Regions from separate parts of the Sus scrofa genome. Here region 1 is linked to region 2. Evidence: chromatin contacts called from public HiChIP or PLAC-seq data. All regions are on one chromosome and are shown on one strand. Each heading gives the region's core, a stretch centred on a gene start, on an enhancer-like site or on the middle of the called end of the contact. The rest is flanking DNA. Distances are from core to core; before and after follow the strand shown.

Region 1 (4,507 bases), core at 706-3,205, 110 kb after region 2:
TTCCTTTTCCAGATTTTGTTCATTTGCTGCTGTGTCTCACTTTATGATGGTGAAACTGTTTACTCATAACAAGAGAGGTAGTGAAATTGACTGTCTTTATCCCTAACATAACAATAATTATTCTGTTATAATTAAGTAAGAACTGCTGGTTTGTAGATGGCTCTATCATGGTACATGGACAATTGCTTTCCCTGACTCTGAGCTCCTCAAAGTAAAGACCATCCTGTTTAGGTTCTCGCACAGAAAGCCTGATTAAATCCAGCAAAATGGTCTGGAGTTTACTGTCTTCTGCTCCATCCAGCTGACTAAATGATAAAGGGTAACAGCTGCAGTACTTTCTTTGTGTGTGTCCTGATGTATCTGTGTTTTAATTGCCAAGTTAGACACTAATCTCTCTAGTGAGTTGGACAGGAAGTAGGTTGTTACGTCATGGAAAAAATAATCTACGTCTCTGCATACAGATTTTAAAGAAATTAAACCCTGGCTATTTATTACTAATATGTTTTTGAGATTAAGTCATCATTATTGGAAAGGAATGTTTTACTACTTACTCCACTAATATTTGGATGCAGCTACATTCGGAGTCTAGTTATATGGATTGTGTGTAATGGTTCACTTGCTACCGATAAGTCATTATCCCCAATGAACCAGATTTGCCTGCCTGGGGGAAATGTTCTGGGATGTACTACATTTATTTAGAAGGTTTTGGTTTGTTTAATAGCCCTTTTTAGCAAAACCTGAAACTTGAAAGTTGTCCAAATTCACTACCAGAATGTAGCTAGAGCTCCTATTTGGTGATGAAAGTATGAAAAGATCTTGATTCCTAATGATCTTCTATGTCTCAATTTATATAAAGTTGCAAGTACATCATGACCTTTGCTTATGAGTTACAGAAGCTGAAACAAAATTAGATAATGTTGCATTCAGCAGTTGAATACATGCTATAAAAATAAAGCCAAATTCTAAGAAAACCAAAAATTAATTAAAATGCTTGATGTAATTTCATCACAGTGAAGGTCCAATACCATTGTATCTGCCAAAAAGTTTATTTTACAGCAAAAATGATTTTTGTGATATTTTTAAGAAGCTAAAATTTATTTTCATCATTTCAGCTTTTATCCCTTTAACTGATATTCCCATGTGATGCTTATTCAAGAGTCAAAACAAAAATAGTCTACATGGGAAGAAATTGTTTTTATTGTCGTAATGGTCTCCACTAAAGATTAAAATGCTCATTATTTTAATCTAAAGTTTTAGAAGGAGATCAGAATTTTATAAAAAAATATTTTCCCCATGAATTATTTTTTCTTATGCCTTGCTTTTTTAAAAAGTAAATACTCTCTAACTCTGAAAATTTTTTTCTCTCCATAATAATAATAATTGCTAATGAACAGGAGGGAAGGGGGCAGGGGACAACTTTTAAGAGAATGACATTAATTAAGACAGTGGATTCAAGTCCCAACATGGATTTTGGCTGCATTAGAGTCCCAGCTCATGGGTTCAAGTTCCAATCTGAGTTGTGCAGTTTCAGCAATACTAAATGAAATTTATAGTGGAAAAATTTCCACAAAGGTTATCTCAGTATATTTTTATAAAGTCTTTTGAGGTAGCAGTTATTGTTTTATTTGTTGATGGGTCAGGATATTGAAGCCCAAATCCATGAAAAGTCTTTTTAATTCTTATAACAAGTCTATGGAAAACCCATAATTTGAGTTTGTGGCTGGCTTCCCAGTGTACTGTTCTTTTCATCAGCCTTGTATATCATGTGTTGATGGCAATGGAACAATGATTGAAAGTTCCCAAAAAGTTACCTTAAAGTCTTTTTACTGCTTCAGCCAAAGTATTTTGTCATAGTCAGATGTGGTGATTTGTGCTCACGTTCTTACTCTGCCTTGGTCCCCCAGCAGCTTTGCTTGGCACAGTTTTAAAGCTCTTGCTTATAAATGGAAACATGTGCCCTCTCCCATCTCCTGTGTCCACTCTCCCCTCATGCTGTATCCTCCCTCTCACCCAGATACTGCTACATTTAATGAGCTTACAATTATTTTTAAACTTCTTCCCATGAGGTGGTATCTTCATGCCAGCTGGAAGAAAGAATGTAATCCATCTTGCAGAGGCTAAACCATGGGTCATGGGAAGAGCAAGGGGATGGTAAGAAGGGGATATTTGATGGAACGTTCCATAGAAATGTCAAACTCAGTATCACATTTCTATCCAACTCCAGATTTTACAGATGCAAATGTTTGTGCTAGAACCAATAAGAGAAATCAGTTTGAGTTTGGAGAAAATGTTTCTCTCGGATTAACAAAGAAAGAGAGAGAGTGAGAGCAAGAGAGAGAAATGGAAGAATAGAGAAGAAATGGAGGAAGGAAAGAAAAAGACAGAGGGAAGAAAAAAAAGGAAAGAAGAAGAAAAGAAAGGGCAGGGCTTTTTGTGCATGCATGTTTTCCTGGTTAGAGAATCAATAAATCCCATCTGGCTAGTGGACTTTATTTGCAAATTCATATCAGAGGTTATTAATGGGTGAATAATGCTATGATCAAAGAACTAGAAAAGAGTATACATATATATATATATTTCTGTTGAAGAATAACCAAACTGCATGTGAAAGAACAATGTAGATAACTATCCAGTACCATGTGGTTGTTAGGAAGAGTTGCTTGAGGTTCCATCAAGGAAGGAGCATCACACGCCTTGGCCCTCTGGCATGCTCATCTCAGTAAGCATCGCTACCAGCTACTTAGGTCCAAGCCTGGGACCCACCAATGCTTTATACTTTCTTCTTTTAAAGAGAAGAGGGGGATAAGAGAAAGAAACCTCCTGACTGGTTGGGAGGTGGGAGGGTAAACCAACCAGTCCTCTTCATCGCTCCCTCTCATCTTTCTTCACTGCAGCTGTCTGACACATTATGTTGTGCCAGCGTAATAGCAACAGTAGCTTGACTCTTCCTTTCTTCCTAATCTAGCTATCAGGATCTTTCCAAAACACAAAATCCTTTTGCTTAAGGAGCTTAAAATCCTTGAATGCCCTGCCTTTGCCTCAGCATAAAATTCAAAGGCCTTCACCAAGCATATAGAGCCTTTTATGAGTTGACCCCTATTTAACTCGCAAGTCTCCCCTTCACCACTCAACCTACCTATTGAACAAATTTCCATGCAGTTCCAGAGAAGGCTGCACATCTCGTGATGCCATGTCTGTGCTCTAGCTGCTTCTTCCGCAGGATCATCTCCCCTGCTATTTCACTTGGCTGGCTGGGTGCAGACCTCATCTCTTTCAAAAGTTCACCTGCTCCAGCCTCCTCCTGGTGCCAGAATCTGTTTTAGATGTCTCTTCTGGGGCTCACTCCCATCTCACACTCTACTTCCCTGTATCCTGGCAACTATCAGAATCTGTTCACTTTTCTGTCTCCACACTAGACTTTGAACTCCTTCCCGGTACGCACCTAATATATTCCGGGCACAGGGAGGTGCTCACTTCAGTAAATCCTGGTTTAATGACTTAAAGGATTAATGAATTAAAAAATAACATGGTAACTGAAAGAAACAAAAAAGAGACAAGTCCATGAAGTTTGGGATGGGTGGTAGTGATGGTAGAGCTGTTTCTCTGTAGCATTACCTAAGATGGATAAAATGGCAAGAATCCAGAACTGGACTGGGTTCTAGTCTAACTTTGATCCTAGCAGTGTGCCCTTGGGCACTTAACTTCTCTGGACCACAATGATTTTTCTATATATACTATGAACCTCATAGGCTTTTTTTTTTTTGTGAGTTTTACCTGAAAACTGGATTCACCTCATGATGGGTGTCAAGCCAATAGACACAACCTAATGTCTTTGCAGTTAATGTCTTCCTTAAATCTCTGATCCCAGAGATCACTGTTCATTCTGACACTAGGTCTTTGCCTTTTTAAGAGTTTAATGTAAAAAAAGTAATACTATAAATAGTCTTTTGGTTTGACTTATTTCCTTTAGACTGTTTTTAGGTTTATTTATGCTCTGTATATTGTGTTCCATGATGATGCTTCTGGTATTTCACAGTATGAATTCACCAACTGATAGACATTCAGTTGTTTCTACTTTTATTGTTTATGAATAATGCTGCTATAACATTCATATAAAAGTCTCTATGTGGATATCTATTTAATTTCTCACTTCAATATATAGAAATGGGATTGCTGAGTTGGATGATAAAAGTACGTTTAAACTTGACACTGCCATACTGTTTTCCAAAGGGACCATAATAGTTTGGTCCACTAATACTATATGAAAGTCCAGTTGCTCCACATTTTTCATTGGCACCTGATATTGTCAATGCTTTTAATTTTGGCCATTTTAGTGAGTATGTAATAGGATCTCTTTGTGGTTTTAGTTTGCATTCTTCTGATGACTAGAGATATTGAGTATACTTTTATATGTTTATTTGCCATCTGTATATCTCCTTGTGTGAAGAATTTGTTCAAATCTTTTGCCAAATTTTTTTATTGTGTTTGTCTGCTTATATAGGATTGT
Region 2 (3,991 bases), core at 1,270-3,769:
GCAGGGACTGTATCCGTATCAGTTGCATGAATGAAAGTTTTAAATTCCACACACTCTGAAGCACACTCTGTTTGGTCAGAAAAAAAGTCATGCTCTAAACTACTCAAGCCGTAGTTTCCTTTTTCAAATGACAACGGGGTACTGAGACAGTTCCCTGAGCTCAGTTAGCTTCTGACTCAGTGAACTACCAGAGGTCTCCTCCTTAGGACTGACTGAGTTGGCCGGGATCAGAAGCACACGTTCAGACACCAGCTGAGAACACAGTTTTCAAGACGACCTAGAGGGGATGAGGTGGTTTAAAAGCTGAAGCTCTAAGGGTGTTGCTTACCCTGCAGCCATACATACATGCCTCTACTGGCTAAAGCAATCGTGACACCGTGTAATACTGTGCTGTCATTAGAAAAGATGACACAGGAGGACACTGAATGACATGGGAAAATGGGGTACATAACATCAGGGAGAGTACGTTCCCATGTTAGCTAAAGGAAATATAGAGATGTCTATTCTTATGAGGCACAGACCCAGAAGAGATACACTAAAGTGTTAACACCCTCTCTGGGTGAAGTGACTATGAGTATGTTTTAAAAATTTCTTCTCTTCGCTTATTTTTCTGTCAAAAATGTTTTTAAAAAGATAAACAAGAATTGGAAGGCTTGTTTCTGTGACTATTACATAATGCTTATTTGCCACCTTATCAAATCAAGGCAGTTGTTTTTCTTTAACCAAAATTTTTTCTACAACACAATGCTTTAAAAAAAAAAAAGAGGGAAGGGATAATCTATGTTCCCAAAGCCAGAGAACTAACAAACAAGCCTCTCATTACCCAAGGAACTGGCAAAATAGGCCAGGTAGATTGTCCCTCCATGAAAGTGTTGATAACGGTGACCTACCTGGCTATTATGCTGACAAGCTCTGGTGGCAGGAAAATAGATGTAATTATAAGAATTTTTGACAGTTATGCAGTAGTTTTCTTCACAGAACTGACACGTTTTGTGTAAAAATATTTGACTTTGCTTAAAAATCTCCCGCTGGTACAGAGGAGAAGCTGCATATTTCATGAGCATTCAGATCAGGGATAAGCAACATGGGAACAAATGTTGCAGCATTGAGACCACGCATATCTTAAGCTGGTCACATGCACATTAAGTGGCTTTCTAGAACCAGAGAAATGCTGGATTGCTTCATGGTGTGTAGTCCTTACTGCTTTACAAAAGTAACGAAACCTTTAGTTGTGACGTCTGGCTCTTGATCATTACGAACCATGAAGAATTATATCCTGGAACTTCCCGTTGGGCATAAAGGGTGACCACTTCATTGGAAATAGCAGAAAAGCAGCTAGAGAATGACTTTGGGCAGCTCCACCTTAGGAGACCACATGCAATTAGTGGCTTGGGAAAAATCCATGTCCCCACCATAGAATTGGTACATGGACATAGCACCATCCTGGCACAGAAAATTTCCCCAAAATATTTGTTAAACAAGTGGATGTGTTGTACAAATGTCCAGATAGAGAGGCATACTGCAAACTCACACGTCAATCTCCCCTAACCTACTTGCTTCATGTAAATTAATCAAAATTAATCCACCTCTACCTCTCTATGTAGTTCCTATATAGCACTGCTGAAGGTAGGTCTGAAGTTTCTCTTTTCTCTAGAAAAATACCTAAGAATTTTGTCTCTAGATATTATTTGCTTAATTCGAATGGCAAAATAAAAATGAATACACAGAAGTCAACACAACACATGTACAGGCAAACTTTTGCAGTTTAAGAGCATAATTTTTGTTAAAAGGTACACATGAACACACACACACACACAGAGCATTAACTGGTCCCCGTACATAAATAGCAAACTTCTAGAGTCTGTAATAAGCTGTCGTTTCTTTGGTATTTTTAAAAATAATATCTGAACCTACTAAAATAATTCTCTTTGTTCTCCTCCTCCTCTGCTTTCTCACTATTTTAAAGCAATTACTAAATAGAACTTGAACCCAGAGAAGATGATAAAAGAGGGCAAGTAGAAAGAACCTGACTATTATGAAGCATCTATTGTGTGCCAGGCACATTTAATACTTCTTTAGGCATTTACATTTAATATTTCTTTTAATCCTCAAAAACCCTTGCCCAGTAGATATCATTAACACTATTTTATGCACCAGGAAATATATTCAGAGAGAACAAGAGATCTGCACAAACTCAAGTAACTGATCAATGATTGAGCAGGGCTGGGACTCAAGTCTGAGAAGCTCGGAGTTTTCACTGCATCACTGTCAATAATGTAGAAATATTCCTGCTCCCTGACAGAAGATTATTATAATTTGGAAAACCATTTAATCCATGGTGTCTTCCCTCGCCTCCTCCTATTTGACTGTGGTGTCAGATTTTGACACCAAGTGTCCCCTGGAGTTTGAAATAGAAAAGGACTGTGGCTTGGACAACTCACTGGCTGACTCGAGCCTTGGTTGGGCCAGAATTCTTATTTAGTTCCCTTCCTCTTCTCAGTTTCAGGTTGCAACCTGTGTCTGTGTCTTTTACTCAAGGAACAGGTGGCCTTCCTTGCTTGCACGAGATGACAGTCCACAGTGTTTATGTCAATTCGTCTCACGATGTTCAGTACATTTTTTATGGCACCAAAGATCAGCGGGAACTGGGTTTTGTACATAGAGGTAAAAGATCTCTGACAGGAGCTGGGCACACTCTTGGCATTTCCTTTCATCTGCTCGCTTTTTTTATTTGTGTTCCTCACAGACGATTTAAATAGCTTGTTTATTTTTCAGTTAAACTTCACAATGGCTAACATTGTTCCTATGGTACAAAATTAATTTTGATGAGGTGATGATGTCAGGAGGACACTGGGCTAGTCCCTTTTGCGAGTGTTTTATGAACTTTGGTTCACCTGTTTACTCTGGTGGAGCTAAGAAGGTGACACTTAGTGACATGTTCTTCTGTATCTGTGAAAAATAGCCTTTCTGATAGTTAGGTCCCTGGTTTTCAGGGCTCACCGAGTATGAAATGGAAATGGGATGCCTTTCATGGCTCATCACCGTCATGACCTTGGTCCAGTTCAGACAATCAAACTACATCAGAGCCCGTCCTTTCCGCGGCAGGAAGGTTGTAGTCGTATTTTCTCTGTAATATCCATGTTTTATATATGAATGTTATAAAATTCACATGGTATAGTGTATGCCATTCTATATCTCACATTATTCTCTGAAACATGTTCATAACTATTTACCCTAAGTCAATAAATATTTTCTTGAAGAATAATTTTCCTAGGATATGTTCTATTCCTTTTCAGGATGGGACATAATTTATTCAGCTAATTCCCTGTCATTAATTTTTTCTTTGTTTCTAACTAGTCTTTGCTATGAAAACTGTTTAAGAGATATTCCTGTGTGTGGATTTTTGAACATAGTCAACATTGTATGGTCGACTTCTATAAATGTGGAATTGCTGAGTAAAGGAACAAATTCATCCTGAAAAAGTGTGATTATGCCAGTTTTTTGGTTCTCCACCAGTTTTGCTTCCTCTCTTGCTCCGTTGTTTCACCATTTGTGTGTTGACCTGCTATCCCAGCACATGATTTGGGTTCCTTTAGAAGCTGGGAGTGTCTTGTCATTTTCTCCACTCTGCTCACTTTGCTGGACACCTACTCCTGTAACTTCCTCAAAATAAGCATTGTGGAGTCGTAATGACTACGTGTCTTTCATTTGGCATCTGAAATATCTGTATCAAAAGTCAGACAACCCCAAATGTGTCAAATTATTATTGACAGCTCTTTTGAAAGCTCAGTAATATGCCAGAAATATTCTGTGGCTGATCATAGATAAAATTTCTCCTCCAAGTTATTTTCTTAGTCTTCTACAGCATGAATGCTATTCTTTTCTTCAGATAAAACTGATTAAACAAGGCATAGAGAGATCTACCTTTGGATATGTGTTCCAGATTCATTAGTAATAGTTTTAAACTTAGTTTTTCACCTGAAGATATATT

Evidence for each region. HiChIP or PLAC-seq counts read pairs in DNA pulled down with a chosen protein or histone mark.
Region 1: a contact with region 2 is called in an H3K27ac HiChIP or PLAC-seq map of skeletal muscle. The contact joins two enhancer-like sites. A contact is called at or near these places in 2 of 47 Hi-C or Micro-C datasets (both in skeletal muscle) and 2 of 2 datasets of contacts at active chromatin or transcription factors (alveolar macrophages and skeletal muscle).

Annotation. Positions count from the first base shown.
Region 1 is chr1:29,416,481-29,420,987 of Sscrofa11.1, forward strand. No RefSeq gene overlaps it. Among named protein-coding and RNA genes, the nearest start is that of SGK1, 330 kb to the right of the region's middle. Within about 2 kb of position 1,956, at least 2 of the 83 cell types and tissues checked have an H3K27ac peak or open chromatin away from gene starts, as enhancers often do. A contact at or near this core is called in skeletal muscle, where this site is marked.
Region 2 is chr1:29,301,107-29,305,097 of Sscrofa11.1, forward strand. No RefSeq gene overlaps it. Among named protein-coding and RNA genes, the nearest start is that of ALDH8A1, 240 kb to the left of the region's middle. Within about 2 kb of position 2,520, at least 2 of the 83 cell types and tissues checked have an H3K27ac peak or open chromatin away from gene starts, as enhancers often do. A contact at or near this core is called in skeletal muscle, where this site is marked.